Linked DNA regions of Mus musculus: region 1 is linked to region 2. The links are chromatin contacts, called in public promoter capture Hi-C maps. All regions are on one chromosome and are shown on one strand. Each heading gives the region's core, a stretch centred on a gene start, on an enhancer-like site or on the middle of the called end of the contact. The rest is flanking DNA. Distances are from core to core; before and after follow the strand shown. Region 1 overlaps Lcmt1 (leucine carboxyl methyltransferase 1). Region 2 overlaps Arhgap17 (Rho GTPase activating protein 17).

Region 1 (4,903 bases), core at 976-3,475, 120 kb before region 2:
GAGAAGCCTTGAGTCTGAATCAACCTGGCATCTCCCAGAGTGTGCTAGATAAATGCTCTGGACAGAGCAGAGGCAAGGCCAATGAACAAAGCAGCACACACAGGACATATGGCAGTCACTCTCCATGCATGTATGCCGCAAAAGCAGACCGTGCCCTGGCTGCAATCGTATTAAGAGAGAAGCTGAGGGGCTGGCTTCCATGGCCAATGCTCCTGGACACATGGCAGCAGTTGTAGATGGGAAGGAAGAAAGTCAGCCAACCGAGAACCAACGACCCCAGAACTGGAGAGGGAAAGGAAGTAGCAATTCCTAGTCTAGCCTAGACCTGTCCACACTTATACTTGTGTTGCTCTTACATACAATGAAATAAAAAGGAAATGATTAAGTGGACGAGGTAGGGCTATAAGTGAGATCCCATTAAAAAGAGTTTTTGTTTTGTTTCAAAGCCAGTTACCGTGGTACGAATTTGGTATCCCAACACTTGGAAGTAGAATGATTACCCAGGGATGAGTCTATCTTGGTTCTACATAGCAAGCTCCCAGCTAGCCAGGGTACACAGTGAAACTCTGTCTCAAACTAAGCAAGTAAATAATGTCGACATCTAGCATGCATTGTGTGTAGCATCTCAAGGATTTCTTCAACAGCAGAGAACTGTGGTAGAGAGGCAGCTTCATGGTGAAGTCTTCTATGCAAGCATGAACATCTGAGTTCCATGCTCAGGACCAATATCAAAAGCCAGTCTGGCCACCCGACACTATAATCCAGTACTTGGGGGTTAGAGACAGGAAGATCGCTGGAGCTATACTGGCCATTCAACCTAGCCAATGAGCTGCAGGTTCCAGGTTCCGTGAAAGAACCATTTCAAGGGAACGAGGCAGAGAGCAACAGAGGCCTCCACATGGTGGATATGGGTGTGTAACCTCACCCGTATCCCCAGCAGTAAACAACTAGTGCTCAGAAGAGTCTGAACAGCACACACTTACTAGCTGAGGGGCAGGGGGCCCTGGTGTAAACATACACACTAACTCTTGTGTCCCTCACACTAGGAAGCAGGGGCATTACTACTTTCAGGCAAGGAAACAGAGGCACAGAGAGTATGAACCCACAGAAGACTGGGGCTCAAGCTGGATCCTTTCAAAGCTCCAAAAAAGGCCTTTTCTGTAGCCACTGGAGCAATGTCAGTGGTTAGTGACTATAGGGATAGAGCACTTTATACTTACAATCCTGTATATCAGACTTCTCTTACAAAATTAGGAGCTCTTGCAACTCTAGGTCAAATGCCCACAAGAAGCTCCTGGCTGGACCTAAGGAGTGACCACTCCAGGCCCCTCAGTTCCCAACTCCGCATCATTCATAAGTAGCCTCTCCAGCCCCTCTCAGGCCACACCCTCTAAACCACCCAGCAGCCCCAGGTCCCTCAGTCCCCATCCTCCACACCATCACACAGTCAATGCCTTCTGTTCACCTTCCTTCCTGCCTGTCTATAAGGGACTTGAAGCTTGCTCTTCCTTCTAATATGGCCAAAATTATTTCAATTCATGTTCTACAAGTTTGTTAATAACATATGATAAAATAAAAATTGGAAAACTTTCCTGGAGAATCAAGGTCCAAAATCTCTGCTAACAGCTGGGGGTTAGCCCAGAAAGCAGGAGAACAGGGCTGCTAGAACAGATGGGAGAAGCACACGTGTGGCTGTGACAGAAGGAACTGAACAAGGACTGGGGCAAAGCTACTCTGAAAGCCCATCTGGAAGCCGCCTCTCAGGAACTTACCTGCTCATAGTTTATGAACATGGCTGTCTCAAAACTGCTGGCTGCCCATTTCAGGAGGTTGGCTGACTGCTCTGGAGTCATGTAAACCAGCACACATTCAGTTATCAGGAGTGTTGGCAATCTTAAGGAAAAACAGAGGAGGTAAACGTGTTTTCATCAAGACATCAACTTATGCAAACATCACAGAGCTGGTGCGTCATAGCCAAGAAATCCAGAATCAGCATGTGGCTTGATCCATGTCCAGTACAAGTGTCAAGAGACACAACTATGGAAAGGAGGACAAGGAGCTAGGGTCTGTCTATCTTAGGAAAATAAGGACATGGGGCAGACTGTAGAAAGGAAGACAGGTCTGCTGCTGCTGTGTGCCTACTGTCCATGGGCAACAGAACCCTGTAGTCTCTCCCATCACGAGAGATTATTCTCCTAGCCTGGAACTGGGGCTGGGTAGACCTTTGTTCTTGTCAAAGGGCAGCAGCAGACAGACAGTGTGGAGATCACACACACACTGAGCATGACCTGTTCCTACAATGGAATCCTGACAGAAATGAAAGAACTCCAGAAAGCCAGGGAATGGGAAGAAAATGAACGGACTTTGCTGCCAGCTGCCAGCTAGCCCGTCTGCTGGTCACTCAGGTGGGCCCTGGAGCTATCAGCAGTCTTGGCCTCAAGAAAGAACTGCAACTCACAGAATCCTTAGCAACATGTGAACTGTTTCAAACCTCTGAGCTGAAATACACAGAGATTATTATGTTCATTAACAGAATCTAATCCCATTAAGTGAAGGTTTGCCATAAGGAGATGAAAAACAATGGCTAAGTGGTTCAGAGCTTGCCTAGCAACCCAAAACCAAATACAAAATAATTAATTTAAAAAGCTGAACACATGTCATTTCAAATGGTTATATTCTTCGAGAAACTATTAGTATGCATTGATCTACCAGACACAAAGTAACAATACTTTATGAAACAGGAAAAACAATACATTTCTATAGTTACCCAGAAAGTATAATTCTTTTTGTAATATATTTTGTACAATTCCACATACATATGCCTTGCATATTGGGTACCCTCACCCACTCTATTACCCCTCCCCTTCCCCACTTCCAACAAATCTCTCACTTCACCTTTATTCATTTTGTTTTAAGTCCACCAAGATTCACTAGGCCACCTGCGTGAGCATGGGTTTCGAGCTATCTGCTGGAGCCTGATGTGCTCAGCAGCACAGCTGCAACTCTAAACAACCATCACTCCTTTCCCAAAATCCATCGATAGCCAGTAGTTGGGGTAAAGGGTAGGGCTCTGTGAGCCCCTCCTCCTTCCTTGACTGGTTGTTGATAGAGGGAGTCCTGTGTGGAGCAGTGCAGGACACCAGCTGGTGTGAATCAATGACTGCAATGGTGTGTCAGGTCTGGCAGGACAGCATTTCCTAGCCCTTTACCCTATCGTCTGGCTCTTACACTCCTCCCAGCCCCTCATCTATAATGCATCCTACACCTTAGCAGGGTGGTATGAGTGGCTTGTTTAGGGTGAGCCCACATCGTCACACTGCCAAACACTCCCTGTGTTTCTAGAACATCTCCACTTGCCTTTTCTAAGTTCATTCACATTCCTTCTCAGACTCCTTTGCTAGATCCTCATTTCCTCCTTTTACCCTTAAATAACAAGATTCTCATGACTGACAATTTCTCTCAAATTAAGTGGCTTCCTTTTGTCTTTAACTTTAGATTATTGAACAAATAAACTACATGAACTCAGATGGTAAAAAAAAGAAGAAACTGATTTTAAAAAAAGAACATAGTACATCTTTCAAATGTATTACAACAAAAAGTGTAATAATTTCTATACACTGAGATTAGAAGTTATTTGTAGCTTTTCCTCTAAGAACCATAAGCAACGACTAAAATTATAGAAATGTAATAGCAGTTTAAGTCCTTCTGTTTTTTGAGACAGCCTCACTTTGAAGACCAGGCTGGTGATCAGTTCCTGAGGCTCCAGCCTAAGTCTGGCACTGCAACATACACACCACACTGAGGCTGGCACTGCGGCAATACACCACCACACTGAGGCTGGCACTGCAGACATACACACCACACTAAGGCTGGCACTGCAGCATACACCACCACACTGAGGCTGGCACTGCAGACATACACACCACACTAAGGCTGGCACTGCAGCATACACCACCACACTGAGGCTGGCACTGCAGACATACACACCACACTAAGGCTGGCACTGCAGCATACACCACCACACTGAGGCTGGCACTGCAGACATACACACCACACTAAGGCTGGCACTGCAGCATACACCACCACACTGAGGCTGGCACTGCAGCATACACCACCACACTAAGGCTGGCACTGCAGCATACACCACCACACTGAGGCTGGCACTGCAGCATACACCACCACACTAAGGCTGGCACTGCAGACATACACATCATACTAAAGCTGGCACTGCAGACATACACACCACACTGAGGCTGGCACTGCAGACATACACACCACACTAAGGCTGGCACTGCAGCATACACCACCACACTGAGGCTGGCACTGCAGACATACACACCACACTAAGGCTGGCACTGCAGCATACACCACCACACTGAGGCTGGCACTGCAGACATACACACCACACTAAGGCTGGCACTACAGTATATACCACCACACTGAGGCTGGCACTGCAGACATACACACCACACTGAGGCTGGCACTGCAGACATATACATCATACTAAGGCTGGCACTGCAGCATACACCACCACACCTGGCCATTTCTCACACTTTTGTTTTCAGTACTAAGAATTAAAACTAGGGGTGTGTGTACACTAGGCAAGTACTCTATCTTTGGGCTATATCTCCAGTCCCATTTCTCAGATTTTTAAAAGTCAGTTATCATTGATATAAACTTGTAACATGGCTTGTTGGGTTCTGATATTATCCCAGTACTCAGAAGAGAAACTGTAGAAACACAGACATATGAAATCAGCTGCTACAGTCACATCCTAGTACACTACCAGAACCCCTATCTGTACAGTGGGACATAGCACCTATGCTCATAACTGCCATTGGTGAGAGAAAAATGGTGGCCACAACAGCCTAGCACCGACCTGATAGCACCAACCAGCCACTAT
Region 2 (4,700 bases), core at 368-2,867:
GTGAGTGAGTGTGTGTATGTGTGTGTGAGTGTGTCTGTGTGTGTGCATGTGTGTGTGTATGTATGTGTGTGAGTATGTGAGTGTGTGTGAGTATGTGTGTGTATGTGAGTGTGTATGTGAGTGTGTATGTGTGTGTGAGTGTGTATGTGTGTGTGTGAGTATGTGAGTGTGTGTGTGAGTACGTGAGAGTGTGTGTGTGTATGTGAGTGTGTGTGTGTATGTGTGAGTATGTGAGTGTGTGTGTGTATGTGTGAGTGTGTGAGTATGTGTGTATGTGAGTGTGTGTGTGTGTGTGTGTGTGTGTGTGCGCTCATATGCATGTATGTGCACGGGCACATGAAGTGCATTCATACATATTTTTCTCCCGTTGTCCACTTTTTAAAAATAATATTTTAACTTTTTGAGAATTTCATATGTGTACAGCACATTGTGATTCTATCTACCCCATTTACAGCCCATCTTCCCCGCACCCTTTGATTCTAGCCAGAATGATGTGTAAAGTTTATATGTCATTCTCCTTTGCCTGCTTGGTGCCATATCTTTGCTGAATACATCTTGGAGACTTTTCTGAATCACAACATGATTTTTTTGGTCACATAGATCAAGATAGACTATAATTTACCTAACTAGTTCCTTGTTAATAGGTAACTTGGTTATTCATGTATCGTTTTTTATACTACTTATACATAACAACACATGTCTATGTAATAAATCAAATATTTTCATAATTAAAATGAAGGTTTTCAAATACAGTTTCTTGAGGAGTTCGAGAGAGGACTGAAGGAGCTGAAGGAGTTTGCCACCCCTTAGGAAGAACAATAATAGCAACCAACCAGACCCCACCCCCACCACCCAGAGCTCCCAGGGATTAAACCACCAACCATAGTATACACATGGAGGGTCCCATGGCTCCATCTGTATATGTAGTAGAGGATAGCCTTGTTGGACATGAATGGGAGGAGAGGCTCTTGGTCCTGTGAAGGCTCGATGCCCCAGTGTAGGGGATTGCCAGGGTGGGTGGGTAATCACCCTCATAGAAGCAGGGGAGGGGGAGGGGATAGAGGGTTTCCAGAGGGGAAACTGGAAAAGGGGATAACATTTGAAATGTAAATAAAGAAAATATCCAATAAAAGGAAAAAAACCTACCTTTTTATTAAACATATATTGGGCCTACTATTAATCAGATTAATTAATGTAGGGGCAAAATAAATAGATTATAAAGGGAAAATGTAGAACTAGGTAAGGTTAAATCAGTGTGGTGATGTTGGTCCTGCTTTCTCCTTCCAACCCTTCGGTTTCTGTTTTGAATAAAGTGCATGAGGAGTGTGGGCAGCACTCCACATGAGTTGGGTCCCAGTCAGTGCCAGCCTGTCGGAAGTGCCTGAGCCATGTGTGGCCCGCACAGAGGCAGTGGAGGGGACAGGCCACAGTGCTCCAGAGATGCTCCTGGCCTTCTGTTTTGTCTTACAGGTATTTAATCAAGTTCCTTGCAAAGCTTGCCCAGACCAGTGACGTTAATAAAATGACTCCTAGCAACATAGCCATTGTCCTGGGCCCTAACCTCCTGTGGGCCAAACAAGAAGGGTAAGTGGCTCCTCCCACCTCATGCGTAAGCTTCTCCTTCCTGTGGTTAGCTTGGGTCGTGACAGATTTCAAGGGACATAGTCAAGTGCAGGTGACTTCCCATCCAGCTCATGTTTGGAAGCCACAGAAACACAGGAGATATTATCATCCCTACCTAAGAGACACAGAAACACAGGAGATATTATCATCCCTACCTAAGAGAGCCTCCAGGCCTGAGTTCTGAGTAGACAGGCAGCTTGGCAGCCCCTGTATGATGACAAGCTCGACACACATCTCTGTGTGGGTACCACAGGGATAGAGCCATGCCCCAAGCCCTTAAGTGTCTGTAGCTATGCCTAAGAATTTAACTGACATAAGCAAATTGACAAGAGAAAAACCTGTAGGTTTTTGCAAGTCCATGGGAAAATGAAGGCACAAAGAAACATTTGTAAAGAAACAAATGTTGCTCTACCTGGGCAGTGTATGTGAGCATGTGGCAAGATGGCCTTGGGCTGGACAGTTGAGTGTAGACATGTTAGGAAAACGAGGACTGTCCAACAGTTTATTTATTTGTAGAGACTGTCCTCATCATCCTGTCATGGCAGAAAAGAGTGTTTCTTTTCTCCAGTGTGGGGAAGGTGTCTTTCACAAGGTCACCTCCTGCCCTCAGGAACCCCCTCTGCCCCCTGCTATCTTCACATGCTTTTACCTCAGCATAGCCCTGTCCCACTGGGCACACATTGGGGTGTGCTGTTGTGCTCCTTCTGTGCTGACAGTGTAGGTAAGAGGGGGCTGTGGAGCGCCCTCCTCTGGGAGTAACACTTGCTAACTTTCGTGAATGAAGAGTTTCCTGCCCTTGGCACTGAAACCAGAGAAGTCACCCTAGTGAGGCACAGCTTAGATTCTGCCCTTTGAGGACAGTATGCATGGCCCTGGACAACTGGAAGATGCCTTGACAGACAGAGGTAGGCTGTGAAGGTCCTTGTATATATGGCTAACTTGTTTGGAACTTACTCTCCTGGGTCCTATGGGAATCATCAAGGCTCCTGTTCCATTATTAATATAAAATGCCTCTCATACGAACGACCATGTTTCAAACATCTGTTTCCCAGGTCATGGTCTTGTTTTGTGGGGTTGAGCTATTGAGAAGTGGGGCCTGCTTTGGAGGCAGGTTTTTAGGGGTTGTCTTTGAAGGTGATGCCTGGCCCCTGCTTTACCTCCATAAGAAAATCCTTCACAAAAGTATCCTGCTGCTGTGACAGTCCTTTCACCTGTATGGTAGAAACCATGAGCCCAAACGAATCTTTGCTTCCTTGAGTCAGTTTGCCATAACAGTGTGAAAGTCACTAATACTGTCCTAAGCAGAATGGCTTCGCACTGCTGCCTTTAGGAGGCCTGTGCTGGCATTGAACCGTGTGGGTTAAGTTGCAGAGGTAGACACAAGGGGTCAGCTGCGCAGCAAGTGCTCATCTGAGGGAGCTGAGTCTGAGAAGAACCAGCAATTTGCCCAGGGCTGCGTGGCAGGCCAGTGGTGGGTTATAAGCGCAGGCCACAAAGTCCATATCCTCACCTGTCACTCCGTCATTGCTGCTGATCAGCTTTAACGAATCAGTCATTCAGTTGCTTGTGTATGCCCAGTTTTGTTTCAGAAAATAGTTGCAAGCATACAATGTCATAAAGCAAAGTTACAGTTAAGTAGGAAGATGGGCTAAGTGCATAGATCATATAGCAAATAAACCCTGACCAAAAATACCCACATAGAAAGTAATGCGAGTTTTTAGTTGTGGGGACAAGAAGAGTCTTCAAAGGAAACAGACAAAATTCAAAAATCAGTATGGATTAGCTGATTAAAAATCAGAATATTTAACAGTAGTAGACACAGCTTTTTATAATGCCCAGAAATTTGTCAGGAAGCACCATAGATCAAAGCTAGGAAGAAGATGCTCCAAAAGTCTGTGAGATACCCAAAAGAAAGCTTTCTGAATCACCAGCAGTGTGTTTTTTTAAGTGAGCATGGGAGCTGATCCGAATCCTCACATGTGGAAGGGCAGAAGGGCACTTTGCCAGGAAAGCTTGTGTCATGCTGGAATGTGAAGGAGCTAGACGGTCTGCTGAGGCACAGTGACACTAGGACCAGGGACATTGGTTTGAGGCCATCAGAGCTGAATGTGAAGGCTCCTAGGAATCCAGTGATTTCTAAATCACGTCCCTTGTGCCCCAGACTTCATGATGTGACAGGTACATGAGAGAACAGCTTAAAAGTAGGAAGTGTTTATGTAAGCCTCGGGTGTCATCTGGCTGAGTGGCTGTGAGCATCTGACAAGGGAGACTCTCATGGCAGCAGGAGCAGGTGGCAGAAGTGTTAAATCAGAGAGCCAGAGAGGAAAGGGCCAGAGACCTTTAAAGGTCTTTAGAGGCACCACCAGTAAAATTCCTTCCCACAGATGTGAAGCAGCATCTGTCCCTTCTTCCAAGGTCCCAACCAAAACCTGAGGCATGATTCTGCCAAAGTTCAGTGGGGAACCAATAAATTATTTGGTTTCCTTTTAGAAACTTGGGGATGGGGAGTGATTATAGGGCTGTGACCACTCCCTCTGTAGCCAGCTGCATTAGAAGAGGGCGTCCCCCAAAGCCACATAGATAAAGCTCCCACTCTAGTCTCACTCAGCCTGTATGCTGCATCCCCTCAGCCCACACCAGGCCACCTCAGGCAGTTCCACTCTGCTGCGGAAGGATTGATAATACTGGGTAATTCTTCCTCTTGGGCTGTTACTGGCAAACTCATAGGATAGGGCCTTGTGGGTGATCTTTTTGTATCTGTTGTAAATATTTTATCCATTAGCAATTATCGAGATGCCCTGACAGCTTGCAGAGATGTGAGGCTGCCAAGGTGAAGCATTTTAATTGTGTGAACTTCTTGCAGAACGCTGGCTGAAATAGCGGCTGCCACATCGGTCCACGTGGTTGCAGTGATTGAGCCCATCATCCAGCATGCAGATTGGTTCTTCCCTGGAGGTACTCATGGGTCCAGGCTTACGGATGCTGAAGCTGTGCCACAGTAGTACACCACATTTTTTAAAGGAAGAAAACATGTTGCTGGTTATGTAATTGGTTTTTCTTCCTCACACTTCACTTCA

The links. Capture Hi-C pulls out chosen DNA fragments and counts their contacts.
Region 1: a contact with region 2 is called in a promoter capture Hi-C map of pancreatic islet. The contact joins two enhancer-like sites. A contact is called at or near these places in 3 of 484 Hi-C or Micro-C datasets (CD4 T cells, embryonic stem cells and nephron progenitors), 2 of 115 datasets of contacts at active chromatin or transcription factors (embryonic stem cells and pancreatic cancer cells) and 4 of 9 other capture datasets (adipose tissue, embryonic stem cells, liver and 1 more).

The regions. Positions count from the first base shown.
Region 1 is chr7:123,415,208-123,420,110 of GRCm38.p6, reverse strand. Lcmt1 (leucine carboxyl methyltransferase 1) reads right to left here. Exons shown (of 11, transcript NM_025304.3): 7 at 1,773-1,893. Among named protein-coding and RNA genes, the nearest start is that of Lcmt1, 40 kb to the right of the region's middle. Within about 2 kb of position 2,225, at least 7 of the 459 cell types and tissues checked have an H3K27ac peak or open chromatin away from gene starts, as enhancers often do. A contact at or near this core is called in pancreatic islet, where this site is marked.
Region 2 is chr7:123,297,373-123,302,072 of GRCm38.p6, reverse strand. Arhgap17 (Rho GTPase activating protein 17) reads left to right here. Exons shown (of 20, transcript NM_144529.2): 14 at 1,471-1,584; 15 at 4,487-4,578. Among named protein-coding and RNA genes, the nearest start is that of Arhgap17, 70 kb to the left of the region's middle. Within about 2 kb of position 1,617, at least 8 of the 459 cell types and tissues checked have an H3K27ac peak or open chromatin away from gene starts, as enhancers often do. A contact at or near this core is called in pancreatic islet, where this site is marked.